Linked DNA regions of Mus musculus: regions 2, 3, 4 and 5 are each linked to region 1. A link is a contact called in public Hi-C, Micro-C and promoter capture Hi-C data. All regions are on one chromosome and are shown on one strand. The core of a region is the stretch at or near the end of the contact, and the rest is flanking DNA. Distances in the headings are between cores, read along the strand shown.

Evidence for each region. Promoter capture Hi-C pulls out the DNA fragments that hold promoters and counts their contacts. A called contact is a pair of places that touch in the nucleus more often than the background predicts.
Region 2: a contact with region 1 is called in a Micro-C map of embryonic stem cells, with 5 times the contacts expected there. The contact joins the promoter of Spint1 here to the promoter of Bahd1 in region 1. A contact is called at or near these places in 1 of 484 Hi-C or Micro-C datasets (embryonic stem cells), 3 of 115 datasets of contacts at active chromatin or transcription factors (bone marrow-derived macrophages, embryonic stem cells and pancreatic cancer cells) and 1 of 9 other capture datasets (liver).
Region 3: a contact with region 1 is called in a promoter capture Hi-C map of 3T3-L1-derived adipocytes, with 9 times the contacts expected there. The contact joins the promoter of Bub1b here to the promoter of Bahd1 in region 1. A contact is called at or near these places in 12 of 39 promoter capture datasets (3T3-L1-derived adipocytes, the HPC-7 cell line, the SN4741 cell line and 9 more), 8 of 115 datasets of contacts at active chromatin or transcription factors (bone marrow-derived macrophages, embryonic limb bud, embryonic stem cells and 5 more) and 4 of 9 other capture datasets (adipose tissue, liver, macrophages and 1 more).
Region 4: a contact with region 1 is called in a Hi-C map of B cells, with 6 read pairs. The contact joins the enhancer-like site here to the promoter of Bahd1 in region 1. A contact is called at or near these places in 12 of 39 promoter capture datasets (the C10 cell line, the HPC-7 cell line, cranial neural crest and 7 more), 1 of 15 datasets of contacts at CTCF or cohesin (the NIH/3T3 cell line), 18 of 484 Hi-C or Micro-C datasets (the 4T1 cell line, B cells, CD4 single positive thymocytes and 12 more), 18 of 115 datasets of contacts at active chromatin or transcription factors (the 230-238 cell line, bone marrow-derived macrophages, craniofacial prominence and 13 more) and 3 of 9 other capture datasets (adipose tissue, embryonic stem cells and liver).
Region 5: a promoter capture Hi-C map of 3T3-L1-derived adipocytes shows a contact between it and region 1, with 2.8 times the contacts expected there. The contact joins the promoter of Gchfr here to the promoter of Bahd1 in region 1. A contact is called at or near these places in 5 of 39 promoter capture datasets (the 3T3-L1 cell line, 3T3-L1-derived adipocytes, the C10 cell line and 1 more), 3 of 484 Hi-C or Micro-C datasets (the G1E-ER4 cell line and embryonic stem cells), 3 of 115 datasets of contacts at active chromatin or transcription factors (memory CD8 T cells, microglia and pancreatic cancer cells) and 1 of 9 other capture datasets (adipose tissue).

What each region holds. Positions count from the first base shown.
Region 1 is chr2:118,900,299-118,902,901 of GRCm38.p6, forward strand. It overlaps Bahd1 (bromo adjacent homology domain containing 1), which reads left to right and starts at 1,317. Exons shown (of 7, transcript NM_001045523.1): 1 at 1,317-1,459. Gm32957 (a long non-coding RNA gene) reads right to left here and starts at 882. Exons shown (of 4, transcript XR_003954052.1): 1 at 454-882.
Region 2 is chr2:119,236,079-119,238,681 of GRCm38.p6, forward strand. Spint1 (serine protease inhibitor, Kunitz type 1) reads left to right here and starts at 1,282. Exons shown (of 11, transcript NM_016907.3): 1 at 1,282-1,394; 2 at 1,623-2,165. The coding sequence starts at 1,709.
Region 3 is chr2:118,596,915-118,599,517 of GRCm38.p6, forward strand. It overlaps Bub1b (BUB1B, mitotic checkpoint serine/threonine kinase), which reads left to right and starts at 1,297. Exons shown (of 23, transcript NM_009773.3): 1 at 1,297-1,547. The coding sequence starts at 1,534.
Region 4 is chr2:118,619,508-118,622,110 of GRCm38.p6, forward strand. All of the region lies in intron 9 of Bub1b (BUB1B, mitotic checkpoint serine/threonine kinase), which reads left to right. Among named protein-coding and RNA genes, the nearest start is that of Bub1b, 23 kb to the left of the region's middle. Within about 2 kb of position 1,289, at least 32 of the 459 cell types and tissues checked have an H3K27ac peak or open chromatin away from gene starts, as enhancers often do. A contact at or near this core is called in the 4T1 cell line, B cells, CD8 T cells and 4 more, where this site is marked.
Region 5 is chr2:119,166,473-119,169,075 of GRCm38.p6, forward strand. Gchfr (GTP cyclohydrolase I feedback regulator) reads left to right here and starts at 1,316. Exons shown (of 3, transcript NM_177157.4): 1 at 1,316-1,401. The coding sequence starts at 1,366.

The DNA of each region.
Region 1 (2,603 bases), core at 67-2,566:
CTCCCAGGGACTTCCCACCCCTTCATATGACCTCAGCCTGCTGTGCCCACCCACCCAGCTGACCCCGAGAGCGTGCTCAGGCTTGGAAAAGCACGTCTGTGGGTGTGAGAGACGGAGCCACAGCATAAGGCGACTATGGGGAAGCTAGGTAAGTGTCTGCACTGGTTCTACACTAGCTTGGGGACGCGAAGGAGTGTGTCCAGCCGCGCCTGTTGGGCTGCCCGCCCCTTTCCCTCTCCACCGGAGAGCTCTGATGTTCCCCGCGGTGGTGGAAGAGGGTGTGTGGGTGTCAAGGACTCACAGACCAGACTCTGCTGTCAGCTGGAAATGGATGAGGGTTCCACACTTGGCTTCTGAAAGAGGGCGAATTGGGAACTGGGGTGGGGGGCGTTAGGTGAAGGACAGAAAGAGGAAAAAGAGATGCGGGTGAGGGGTTACCGAGCCAGGACCGACCTTGCTAGGAAGGAAAGGAGACGTGGCAAGCAGGGAAGTCGGAAAGATGAGGCAAGGGCGGGAGGGGCTTCTCAGGAGTCGGGGCCCTTTCGCGCGAGTCTGGGGCCCTTTCAGGAGGAAAGGGGGTGTTGTTCTTGCTTGAATTTTTCGGTTGGTCTTCCCGAAGCTTTGCCATGGGGGCAGCAGCCTGAGGGTGAGGTGCCCCCTCGACCCTCAGTTTACTGTAGCCGGTGCTGGAGAGGTTACGAGGAAAGAGGGATGTAGAAGGGTGATGGTCAGGGAGGGGGCGCGCTAAGATTTTTCAGGGTGGGGGTCTGCAGTGAGGTGCTGGGGCTTCAGGGTCAGGTCACCATGGGATACTGGCTCAGGCTCCAAAGACCAGGAGAAAATACAAGAAGCCGGCAAAGAAAATCATCCCCCGCCACCACCCTTGGCACCGTACCCCTCCCCCCAGGCCCCACCACTCCCCGCACCGCCTCCCCCGGCCGCCTCGTGCTGCCCCCTGCGTCGGGACGACCGACCCACGATTCTGATTGGTTGGAGACCGGGAGGGGGAGCCGAGGGCCGGATTGGCTGGCGGGGCCAGCGCAGGGCGGGGCGGCTGATTGGCGGAGCTTGCCGAGGGGCGCGCCGCTGATTGGCTGAGGACGAGGAAGCAGGAAGGAGGGCGGCGGAGGCTCCGCTCTCGGGGAGTTTGTGGGGGAACCGCGAGCGGCGTAGCGGATCCCGGAGCCCGGCCCCCGCTGCTCGCCCGTCCGGCCGCCTGCCCCGCCCGTCCGGCCCTAGCCGTCCGCCCGCCCCGGCCAGGCGCGCCCGCCCCCCCCGACGGCCCCGCCCGACCGCGGCCCCCGCTCCGCCTGCCCGGCCCCGGCCCCCAGGAGGAGGCGCTGACGCAGCAGCGTGGAGCCCGGGAATTGAGCGCCCCCGGGGGGTTCCAGCCGCCGGATTCCAGCCCGGCCAGGGCCTGCGGGCGCCCGAAGCCGCGCCGTCCGCGCCTCTCGTCCCGGTGAGCTAGGAGCCGGGATCCAGGAGGGGGTAGGGGAGGGCGAACGAGCGAGAGCGAGCGAGCTAGGTAGGCGGACTAGCAAAAGGGAGAGGACCGGCCGCCCGTCAGCGCGCCCCGCCGAGCGCGCCGCGCCGCCGCCCCCGCCAGCCCCGGGAAGGGACGGACGGACGACAAGAAGCAGGTGCGGCTGCTTGCCCGCCCGCGCGCGCCGCCTCCCTCCCCCGGGTCCGGCGCTGCGGTCCCGCCATCGGGGAGCATTGCGCGCCTCGAGGTGACAGCCCCCGGGGGGCGCCCGCCTCGCAGGCCGGGGGCGGGGTGGGTGGCGGCCGCAGGGTGGCAGCTTGGCCGGGCGGCGGCGGCGCGGGCGTCCCGGGCTACGGAGGGCGGGAGGACGCGGGGTGCTTCCTCGCCGCGGCGGAGCCGGCTCGCCTCCGAGTGCGCGGGCGGCAAGGCCCCCGCCAAGCCCCCTCCCCCATCGTGGTCCCGGAGGCTAGGGGCCGCGGCTGGGGGCGTCGCCGCGGGAGCGCCCTCTCGGGGTGGGGGGCGCCCTCCCGGGTTGGGAGCTGACCGGCAATTGCCGGAGGGGGGATGGGGATGGGGGCCGCGTCAGGGCGAGGGGTAGTGTGGACTCGATCGGGTCGGGCTGAAGGAAGGGAGGCGCCGAAGACGGAAGGGGACCGGTTCGAACAGCGAGTGTGGGCCGCGGGAGGCCCTGTGGGGACCGTGCGGGGCGGCGGCCGAGTCCGAGGTGGGGCGGGGGGAATCGAAGTTGTCAGACCGCCTCCAAGTGACAGCGGGACCCGGTGCTCCAGGCCTGGCCTGGTTGTGCCCTGCCAGTCCCGCCGCCTCTCCTCTGGGGCCGTGGACCGGGTCAGGTCGGGCCCAAGGGGCCCGCTCGGCGGTGAAGAGCCGGACAAAGGCGGCGCCCGAGCGGGCGCAGGTAGTGGTATCGGGGAGGGGAGCGAGTCCGGGGCACCCACCCCAAGGGGCGGGCACGGGGCCGGACTCTGCCCTGGGGACTGCGGGGGCCGGGGCGTCCACCGGGAGGAGCTGCGGCACTGGCTCTGGTCTGTAGCCGCAGATATCCTCGCGGCTCCGGGAAGAGTGGGGTCGACTTAGCCAAGGCGGAGGGGCAGGGTTGAGG
Region 2 (2,603 bases), core at 32-2,531, 340 kb after region 1:
TTATGATACGTGTATGTGTGTGTATGTGTGAATAAATACCACATTTGCACAGGTGTTTGAGGAGGCCAGAAGAGGGTTTCAGACCCCTTGGAGCTAGAGTTCAAGAGGCTGTGAGCCCTGAGATGTGGATGCTGGGAATTGAACTCTGGTCCTCCACAAGAGTAGCAATTGCTCTGAACTGTTGATCCGTCTCTCCTGGGGGGCTGGGGGGCATAAATAAGACAAATCTTGCCAGATATAGTGACTCATCTCTGTAATTGCAACACTAGGAAATGATGCAGAACCAGAGATGCTTTTCAAGGCCTTGTCTCAGAAATAAGTTAATTTGAAAGAAAACAGGAGTGTAGATGTCCTGTAGACATCTGGGATGTGAAGAAAGGACTGCGTGTTTTTCATTTAGGAAAAGCAATGAGCTTGGTATGAAGGTGTTCCCTGTTGCGTGGGAGATTAACTGAACCCTTCAGAGAGCTGGAGCCTCCAGGTGTCCAAACAGGGAATTTATGTGGAAGAGAGTGGTCAACTACTCACTGGGAGTTCCCCTTGGGATGGGAGAGTAAACCTGAGATTCAGGGAAGGGGACAATTTACCAACAAAAGATGAAGAGTTCAAAAGGAAATGTTTACAAGAATGAGGGAGAGGCGCAAACAAAAGGGAATGCACTCCTGTGGGTGAAACAGGGAAGCCAGGATACCAGGAATCACCTGTTGGTCCACTCTCGCAGAAGGAAGGGCTGTCCTGAGCTGCATCAGTGAAGCACGAATCCCAGGATCTGGTTTACACAAACGCAGCCTATCCAACTTTGGGGTTCTCTTCTTACTGGAAAACTGGAAATGATGTCCCAAGGGCAGGCCACAGACAGCGAAATCGTTTGCATAAGCTTTCCCCGACATTTCTCCTCCAACTCCTTCCCAAACGCCCCCAGCCAAGGGTAGGGAATGCCGGCTCTAACCGGAAAGGAAGGCCGGAGGCAACCGCACCTGCGCCACCTTGCAGGGGTGTCGCGGCCCAATGTGGGCTTAGGGACGCACTTCTGGTGTTCAGGGACCCAACGAGTGGCTGGACTCCGTGGAGCCAGGGTAGAGCCGCCTCCAGGGCACGCGGGCCTCACCCACGCCGCTGGGCGTTCGGAAACCACGGGCGCTGCGGCTGGGTCTGGGGTGGCTGAGCCGCCCGGCGGGTCCAGCCGGAAGTTCTGCTGGGCAGGACCGGTGGGAGTACAACCGGCGTGGGCGGGGCCGGCGGCGCAGGGGTTAATGCCAGTCCCGCCCCGCGCTCTGACTCAGTTTCACCAGAAACTAGAAAGGCCGGGAGGAGGCAGCCAATCTTCCGTGCAGCCAGAGCCGGGCGGAAGCCGGGCGGGATCGTCGGCGGTCCCACCCCGTTCACCTGCGCAGGTAGCTGGGGCGGACGGTAGGCGGACGCCCAGCGGGCTCCGGGCATGTTTGGCGGACGTCCGCTCTGTGTTGGGGTACGCGAGCTCCTGAGCGGTGCTCTGCCGGACGTCGGCGGTCCGGTCCGAGTGTGCGTGGGCGGATCGTCCTGCGTGCGCCTCCTTGTTCCCAGTGCCCCGCGCCCCTACCCGAGCTGATCAGGTGTGTCTCCTCTGCCTCCTCCCATCTCAGGTCACAAGCACCCTCGGAACCCGGAGGCTCGCACTGTGAAGGTGACCCCCGCCTCGGGGAGGAGGGCGACGGCCCCTGGGAGCACGATGGCGGGCCGCCGCCTGGCGCGGGCCAGCATCTCTGCGGTCGGCGTATGGCTCCTTTGCGCGCTTGGCCTCCAGGCCACCGAGGCCGAGCTGCCGTCCGCACCCGCTGAGCTTCCCGGGGGAGCCGCCTGCTTGAGCCGCTTTACCAGCGGGGTGCCGTCCTTTGTGCTGGACACCGAAGCCTCAGTCAGCAACGGGGCCACCTTCCTGGGTTCCCCGACGGCGCGCCGCGGCTGGGACTGCGTGCGCTCCTGCTGCACCACTCAGAACTGCAACCTGGCGCTGGTGGAGCTGCAGCCAGACGGCGGCGAGGACGCCATCTCTGCCTGCTTCCTCATGAACTGCCTGTACGAGCAGAACTTCGTGTGCAAGTTCGCTCCGAAGGAGGGCTTCATCAACTATCTTACTCAGGAGCTTTACCGCTCCTACCGCGAGCTGCGGACTCGAGGCTTTGGAGGTGAGGAAAGTTGCTGGCCAGAAGGGCTAGGCAGGTTAGGGAGGCTTGGCGAAGACAACAAAAAGGAGTTAGGGAGGAGAGCCCTTCCATCGACTCCCTTTGAAGTAGGCAGTATTTTGTAAACAAAGGGGATGGGAGATTGGGGAAGGATGGCATCTCAGGGCTCAGGTTCTGGCTCCTGAAGGGTGTTCAGAGTTGGGGGTTGAAGGCCTAGCCCAGGATGTGCCTATGAGAGAAGTGAAGTGACTTTCTAGGTTTCGCTACCTCTGTCTCTGATAGGCTAAGTCAGGGAACGTTGATGCGCCCAAGTGACTACTAGAAAGGCATCCTGGCCAAGTGTTGTCCTGGGCCGTTTGAGGCCTTGACAAAATGAGCCTGACCATGGTCTCCTCCGGTGGCTGCATAAGGTACAGGTTAGTGTCTCTGCCCTGGGAATAG
Region 3 (2,603 bases), core at 47-2,546, 300 kb before region 1:
TTAAGGGAGAGGCAGTGCAGTAAGGAAGAGAGTGTAGTACAGGATACAGCAGTCCTGGAGAGCAGTGCAGTATTGTTGCGAGGGAGAGTAGAGCAGCACGGGAGGGAGAGGGAGGCAGGTTGAAAAGAGAACAAGCTGGACACAGGTAAAGACAGAATGAGCAAGAGATTGAGAAAGAGCCAGAAGATTAGGAAATAGAAAAGACTGCTAGAGTGAGTTTGAGGCCAAGCAGAGCAATTCAGGGGCTGGGAGAGAAGCCAGATTGAGTCAGTCAGCTGGGAGAGGAGTTTGAGCCAGAACAGCTGAGTTGAACCAGCCAGGTAGACTTCAGAAAGAACAAGAAAGGGTGAGCTTATTCAACAAAATTGAGAGGCTGACCTAGATTAGATCTTATGGAGGCTAGAATTTTCTAGGAGTGGATCTAGGTCAGCAGATGGAGGCAGTAAGCCCCTCAGACAACAATCACAACAGGAGAATAAAAGTTATTTTTATAGCCTGATCTACAGAGCGAGTTCCAGGATAGCCAAGGCTACACAGAGAACCCTTGTTTTGAAAAACAAAAACAAACAAAAAACAAAAGCAAACTTTTTATTGTGAAGTAAAGTTGCCCTGGATGGTCTTGAAGTCTTGGTCCTCACATCTCAGTCTCCAGAGTAGCTGAACTATAGGCCTGCATTACCAAGCCTTTAGCTCCAGTGAGACAGGCAAAGCGCTTACCCTGTTTGTATTCTGTGTTAGATCGTAGTTTACAGGACATCTGGTAGGCTGCATGAGAGAACAAATGGTACACTTCCAAGAGAATTTAAAGGAAGTTGGTCAAAGTTGAGAAGTTGTAGAGGTCAAAGGGCTTGCTGGGGAAAGGAAGTGCAGTGCTAAACCAGGTCTTGTGTAAAAGAGAAAAACGAGAACACAGTCTTTCCACAGGAAACAGCTGGGTGAGAGTGGCCTAAGGATCCCTGGACAGGTGTTAAGACCTGGGGCTCAGACAAGACCTAGGCGTAGCACAGTTAATTGTTCGGAGCAACCCAGAAGAGTAATGTACTCAAAGACACGTTATGAAACTGAAACCATCAAAGAACCTCTTGTTAATAAAGTGTCTCTCCCTGGGTTCGAAGGCTTGTCTTAGAAAGGAAACACAGAGCAAACTCGAAGTGCCTGAGCACGCTGCAGTGCTAGGACAACCATTGGTCCTTGCACCTCAAACCTGAAACTACAACTCCCATTGTGCATTGCGCAGCGCGTGCTTAAACCCGGGATACACTACAATCCCCAGAATGCTTTGGGAGGAGCGGGAGCGGGGAGCGGCGAGGCTACGTCTGCGTCAAGAGACGTTAAATTTGAAACTTGGCGGCCCGTGCGTGATGGGGGCGTGAGGAGGCTATTCTGAGAAGGAATCGGGTGCGTGGTTTTGTTTAGGAGCACGGGGTGACGATCTTCGCAGCTCCAGAGCCAGCTGAAGGTTGAGGGAGACTCAGTTAGCACTCGGAGGATAAAGGTCTGCGGAAGGGCGAGAGCAAGTATTGGGAATGCAGGATGGCGGAGGCGAGGTAAGGACCGGACGCAAATTGCTGCCGCTGGGTGCTCGGCTGGCGAGGGGAGGATCGAGGAGGTCGGCCAAGAGCAGGTCTCCCCAAACCCCCTTCCCAACGGCGTGGAGCCCTGCATCCAGCCAGGGGGCAAGACTGGGAGAGTTTGGAATTTGCCATATGATCTGGTTCTGAAACTCACCTCAGCCGTTTTTATTTGACCTTGAACATGTTTACGGAGGGGTGGGGGCACGCAGATATTAATGCTGCTTTATGGAGTTCTGGGAGGATTCAAGATGTTTGTAAAGTACCTGCTTTCAACTAATAAGTGTTCTCACTTTGCTAGCAGCTTAGGGATCTGAAGAGCAGAGCACTTGCAGCTTTTCCTCATCATAAAATATAGAGGGTTTTTCTAGGTTAGAATTTAAGATGCATTTCAATTATGGAACTTATAATAACTGGGTAATTGCTGTCATAAGCTGTCATTCATGGAAGAGAATTTATCGACTACCATTTTGAGCACTGAAGGCGAACAGTAAAAGACACAAAATCCCAACCTTTGTGAAGCTTAAGTTCTGGGGAGGAATGAATCGGGGTGTGTGTCGCGGATGGGCAATAAGACATGTTTAACATCAGATAGAATCAGTATTAACAAGTGTAAAGCAAGAGAAGACGGCATTGGAGGTAGAACTAGTGTGGTTTCAGAAGGGTTTGGACATGTAACTCAGGAAGGGCACTTGTTCAAGGTACATAAGGCCTTAGTTCATTACCCAGCAATGAGGCTTGGGGGTGGGGGAGTCGGGGCAGAGGGAGATTTGAACAGAGGCCTCCCTGATGAGATGGCACTTGGGTCTGAACTAGAAGGAACTAGTCACGGACAGGTGAGATGGCTCTGTGGATAGAGATAATTGCTAACCAAGACTGAGGACCTGTTTGGTCACCCCTCCCCCACCCCCGAAACCCCATGGTGGAAGGAGAGAAACAACTCTAAGGTTGTGGCCTGACTTACACACACACACACACACACACACACACACACACACGGCGGGGGGGGGGGGTGAGAATAAATACATTTTT
Region 4 (2,603 bases), core at 39-2,538, 280 kb before region 1:
GAGCCATTAGCTCATCATTCTGCTTCCCCAAAGAGCAAACTTCCTATTCTTTTTTTTTTTTTTTTTTTCTAGACAGGGTTTCTCTGTGTAGCCCTGGCTGTCCTGGAACTCACTCTGTAGATCAGGCTGGCCTCGAACTCAGAAATCTGCCTGCCTCTGCCTCCCAAGCGCTGGGACTAAAGGTGTGCGCCACCTCTGCCCGCAAACTTCCTATTCTTTAAAAAAGCAAACAGCAACAACAAACACCTTACTCCTGTTATTCAGGGCAGGGGAGGGCGTGGCATGCACTGTGGGTGGGGGGCAGAAGTCATTACTGTGGAGTTTTCTCTACGGTAACATGGGCTCTGGAGACAACTTAGGTTGTTAGGACTGCATCTTGGAGTGGCAAGGGCTTTTATCCACTGAGCCATCTTTCTGTCCATCTCTTATTCTTCTCCTGTGTATGTGTGTGTTGTAGGGAGGGGGCAGGGTTTGCATTCTTTCTTAGTTACTGTTCTATTTCTGTGAAGAGACACCATGACCAAGGCATTAGTAATTCTTAAAAAGAACATAATGAATTGGAGCTTGCTTACAGTTTCAGAGGTTTAGTCCATTGTCAGGGTGGAGAGCATGGTGGCACTGAGGCAGACATGGTGCTGGAGAAGGAGCTACCTGTCTACATCTGGATCTGCAGGCAACAGGAAGAGAGAGACACAGGGCCTGGCTTGGTCTTTTGAAACCCCAAAGTTCACCCCCTGACTAACATTCAAATATAGGAGCTTTTCAGAGCCATTCTTATTCAAACAAGCACATACACCCCATGCTGTTGGTTGCTCTGGTGCTGTTTGTATTCCGATGTTAATTCTGCCTCCTCAGGTGGGACTTCCCTCCCACCTGCCAGCAGTGGATGGATCCTGTACTCTGGGGATCCCGTGTGAACCTTTTCCTCATTTTATTTGGTCAAATAAAGGCTAGAGCCTGTGATTGGACAGTGGAGGACAAAGGTGGAAGGAGAGAAGGAAGGAGAGGGGAGGACAGAAGAAGGGAAGGAGAAAGAAGATGGAGCAGAACCACATGGCCAGAAGAAACTGCAAGTAGCAAAGGCTCATAGCTGAGGAATGAGCTTGTATAGTGCTAGATCTGCCCAATCTAGGCATATAGTGTATAAATATAATAACTGGATTGTGTGTTTTTTATACGGGCTTATTGGGGTTGGAAATTACTGTTATATACGTGTATGCATATGCATGCACATTTGTGTGACGCTGGGATTTTCCCTCCATCACTTGAGAGCTTGTCTATGACTAGTGTGGCTAGCCAGTTTGCTCTGGGGAATCCCCATCTAAAGTGCAGCTGTCGTGCTTGCATGGCAGGCGCACTCACACCGAGCCATCTTCCCAACCCGACTTCCCAGTCTTCTCATTGCCAGTGTTCTCATAGGTAATCTCTCTGTTCATGGTCGTCAGAGGCCCTTTTGCCAAATCCAGTGCCTGTTTCTTCACAATACCACATGTCTACCTCTCCAACCCCACCTTTTACTGCTTTCCTTCTGAGAAGCTATAAGCAAGCTGGCTTTCCTGGATTGTTCAATACAGTAGTCTTCCTGTATTGACAGACTTCTCCTAAATCTTTATATGACTGATCCCTCATCATTCAGTTTTAGCCTTATCATTGCATTTTATCAAAAAAATCACTGGTTTTTAGTAGATATGACCTACATGGCCTTTTATTTTTTTTTTTTTAAGATTTACTTACTATGTATAGGAGTGCTCTATCTGCATGTACACCTGCATGCCAGAAGAGAGCATCGGATCCCATTACAGATGGTTGTGAGCCACCATGTGGTTGCTGGGGATTGAATCAGGACCTCTGGAAGAGCAGGCGGTGCTCACTGAACCATCACTCCCGCCTCGCTCCGCCCCACCTGCGTATCTTCATCTCCTAAGCATCTCCATAAGTACCCTCCGTTTGGTACTGTTGCTGTTTGACATTTTTGCTATACTAAGTATTGCGCTTCAGGCTTGCACTGTAAATCAAGTGATCTATCACTGGGCTATGTTTGGGGGGTGTTTTGCTTGTTTATTTGTTTAAGAAATCTACTCCTGTAACTAACTTAGTCTGGCCTTGAACTGCTGTGTATCTAGGGATGATATTGACTTTGAATCTTCCTGTCTCTACCTCCCAAGGACCGAGCTTACAGGCATGCATCACTGAGCCTTGTTCTTACAGACCCAGGGTTTCATGCTAGGCAAGCACGCTACCAACTAAGCTGCATTCCATGCCCTGTTGTATAGATACTTTTGGCGTTTCTGAGAAAGTCTTGCTTATAGCCCAAGTTAGCTGAGAACACTAAATGATTCTCTTATTACTTTTTGTGATCCTGACATACTTGGATATTAGCTTCGTATGGCCAAGGACTTGGTATCATTGGGACCTATTTTCCGTTGTACCTGTGCATTGCAGCTGTTCCTCTTTTTCTAGACTAGATACATAAAAGAATAGAGAAGCAGACCTCAAATCGAGGGCGTTCTCCTCCACTGCTCCTTTTCGTTAATATTGATTTGTACGCTGAGGGTATGAGCCTCAGAGGCAGTTTTTACAGGATGAATCGTGAAAAGAAATGG
Region 5 (2,603 bases), core at 66-2,565, 270 kb after region 1:
GTCTCTCTGTCTCTGTCTCTCTCTCTGTCTCTCTCTCTGTCTCTCTCTCTCTCTGCCTCTCTCTCTCTCTCTCTCTCTCTCTCTCTCTCTCTCTCTCTCTCTCTCTTCCTTCCTGTTGCTGAGATAAAATACTCAAAACAAACAACAACCACCACCACAACAAGCCCAGCATCTTAGGGGAAAAAGAGCTTATTTTATCCCAGCTCTCAGTTCCGGCTTACAACGGAGCTTAGGATCAAACTCAGCGAACCATGGAATCAGCGGAGCATCATCCCAGCCCCTGTAGGGGTTCTTGATAGGTTCCCTGATGAGACTTTTATTTTCACCGTCCCAGGACTGAGGGTTAAATTTAGAACCTCAGTTTTTGCCCTCTACCTCTGCATTACAGCACGTCCCTTTCTGCCTCTTTAACGAGCTCTTTGTTAAACATAGATGCGTCTTATCCCTCTCGCTAATTGTTGGGGTGCGAGAGCTGGTGCCGGACAGGAAGAGGATCATATAAATACATCAGACCAGTTAGGTAAGAAGGTCAGGTTTCCAGGCCAGGGGCGGGGCGTGTTCCAGGGCAACTGGTTATATGCTTTTCCAGGGCAACTATTTTGTTCGTCTTTGCTTTTTAGGGAACCAATCAGAATGAGTCGGTTGAAGAATGTTGACCTGTCTACTTCTAGATGAGGGCGTGGACCAGCTAGTTGTGAACTCGCCGCCCTCTCTTGGGCATCAGGCTTAGGGATCGACGTTTCTATGCCTCAGGTGTTACCCTGTGATCTGCGCGTGCTCCCAAGGCTCCCTGCAGGAGGAACAGGTTCCGCGCCTTTACAGCCAGAGGACTGGCACCCAGCCAAGAGTGTAGATGATGCACAGACTTAATTTGCAGGGCCATAGATAGGCATGCAAAGACCCGCAGCCACACTTGAAAATGACAGACCCCAGGACAGACCCCAGGACGCAGGACTGCCCAGGACCTGACACTCGCGTCTCGCCTCGCCTCGTGCACTTAAGTTCACAAGGCACGCGTCCTGGTGAGGACACGCAGTCCCCGCTTCCCTTTAGTCCTCAGCGCAGTTTTCGCTCTGCTACGTTTTAGGGACAGGCGGAAACCGACTGGCATCCGCCGGACTTTGGAGCCTGAGCATGGAGGTATTGCAGGAAGAGGGCAAAGGGGCGACAGGCACCCTGTACGCCATGGCCACAACTCCTAGTGAAGTCCGCGGGGACACGCCCGCTTCCAGGTCTCTGGGGCGGCGGGACCGCGGCGCGCGCTCCTGATTGGCTCGTGCAGTGTCCGCACGGCCGCCAAGCGCCGCCCGCGGACAGAGCAGGGAGTAACGGGACTGTGGTCGCGGGCAGCCCCAGCCACGCACCATGCCCTATCTGCTCATCAGCACTCAGATCCGTATGGTGAGTACCTGGAGTGGGTGACAGCGACAGCCACTCTAAGGGACTTTCCTGATGGTCCCGCAACCGGCCTACCACGCCCCCGCGGCGCGGACACCAGGCAGGGTCAGGCGACTGGATGGGCAGGGAGTTCCGCGGGGACACCCACGACCCGCTTCACAAGCGCTGCAGCCAGGGCCCGCACGCCAAAGGCCAAGCTAAGCTGCGCACACAGCGGCTCACCTGTAGCCCCCTCCAGGCAGGGCTCGTTCTGATGCAGAGAGAATTCGGGTTAGAGGTGGAGAGGGCTGCGGGCAGCCTGGAGAGCACCACGCGGGGGTCTGAGGTCACGCTTCTCTAGGTGAAGTTTCGGGGGGGGACATGGGAGGGAGGTGGTACTGGCTGCTTTATAAGTCTCCTCAAATCCCCTTTCAAAGGATACCTGGTGCCCCCCCACCCCCACAGCTAAATAGCTGGGCGCGCTACCCCATCCTATTCCAATGCCCAGCGGTAGGTACAAATCTAGCTCCCAGGGGATAGCCAGGAGTAGTGGGCTCAGCATGAAACAGGAGAGGTCTTGACAATACCCAAAGGGCCATGAAAACCTGTACAGTTGTTGAAATCTGGATTGCTGGGCACATTCACCTCTCTTCCTCCTCAAATAATTTTTTAAAATTCTTTCCAAGTTTTCTTTCTTTGTTTTTTAGAGTTTTATTTATTTATTTTATGTATATGAGTATACTGTAGCTGTACAGATGGTTATGAGACTTCATGTGGTTGTTGGGAATTGACCGGTCAACCCCAGTCACTCAGGCCCAAAGATTTATTTATTATAAATCAGTACACTGTAGCTGTATTCAGATGCACCAGAAGAGGGTGTCAGATTTCATTGTGGGTGGTTGTGAGCTACCATGTGAGATTTGAACTCAGGACCTTTGGAAGAGCAGTCAGTGCTCTTACATGCTGAGCCATCTCACTAGCCTTCTTTCCAAGTTTTGTGTATGTGTGTGACAGGGTCTCATGTAACACAGGCTGGCCTCAGTTTGTTATGTATTGGAGGCTAGCCTTGCTTCCCAATTACTGGGATTACAGGCATGTCCCACCAGGCATGTCCTACCTGGCTTGGTTCTCTTAAATTATGGAGGTTTTGTTGTCTGTCTGTCTGTCTGTCTGTCTTTCTGTCTGTTTTTTTCCTTTGGGGGGGGCGGGGAGCGGAAATTCAAGAC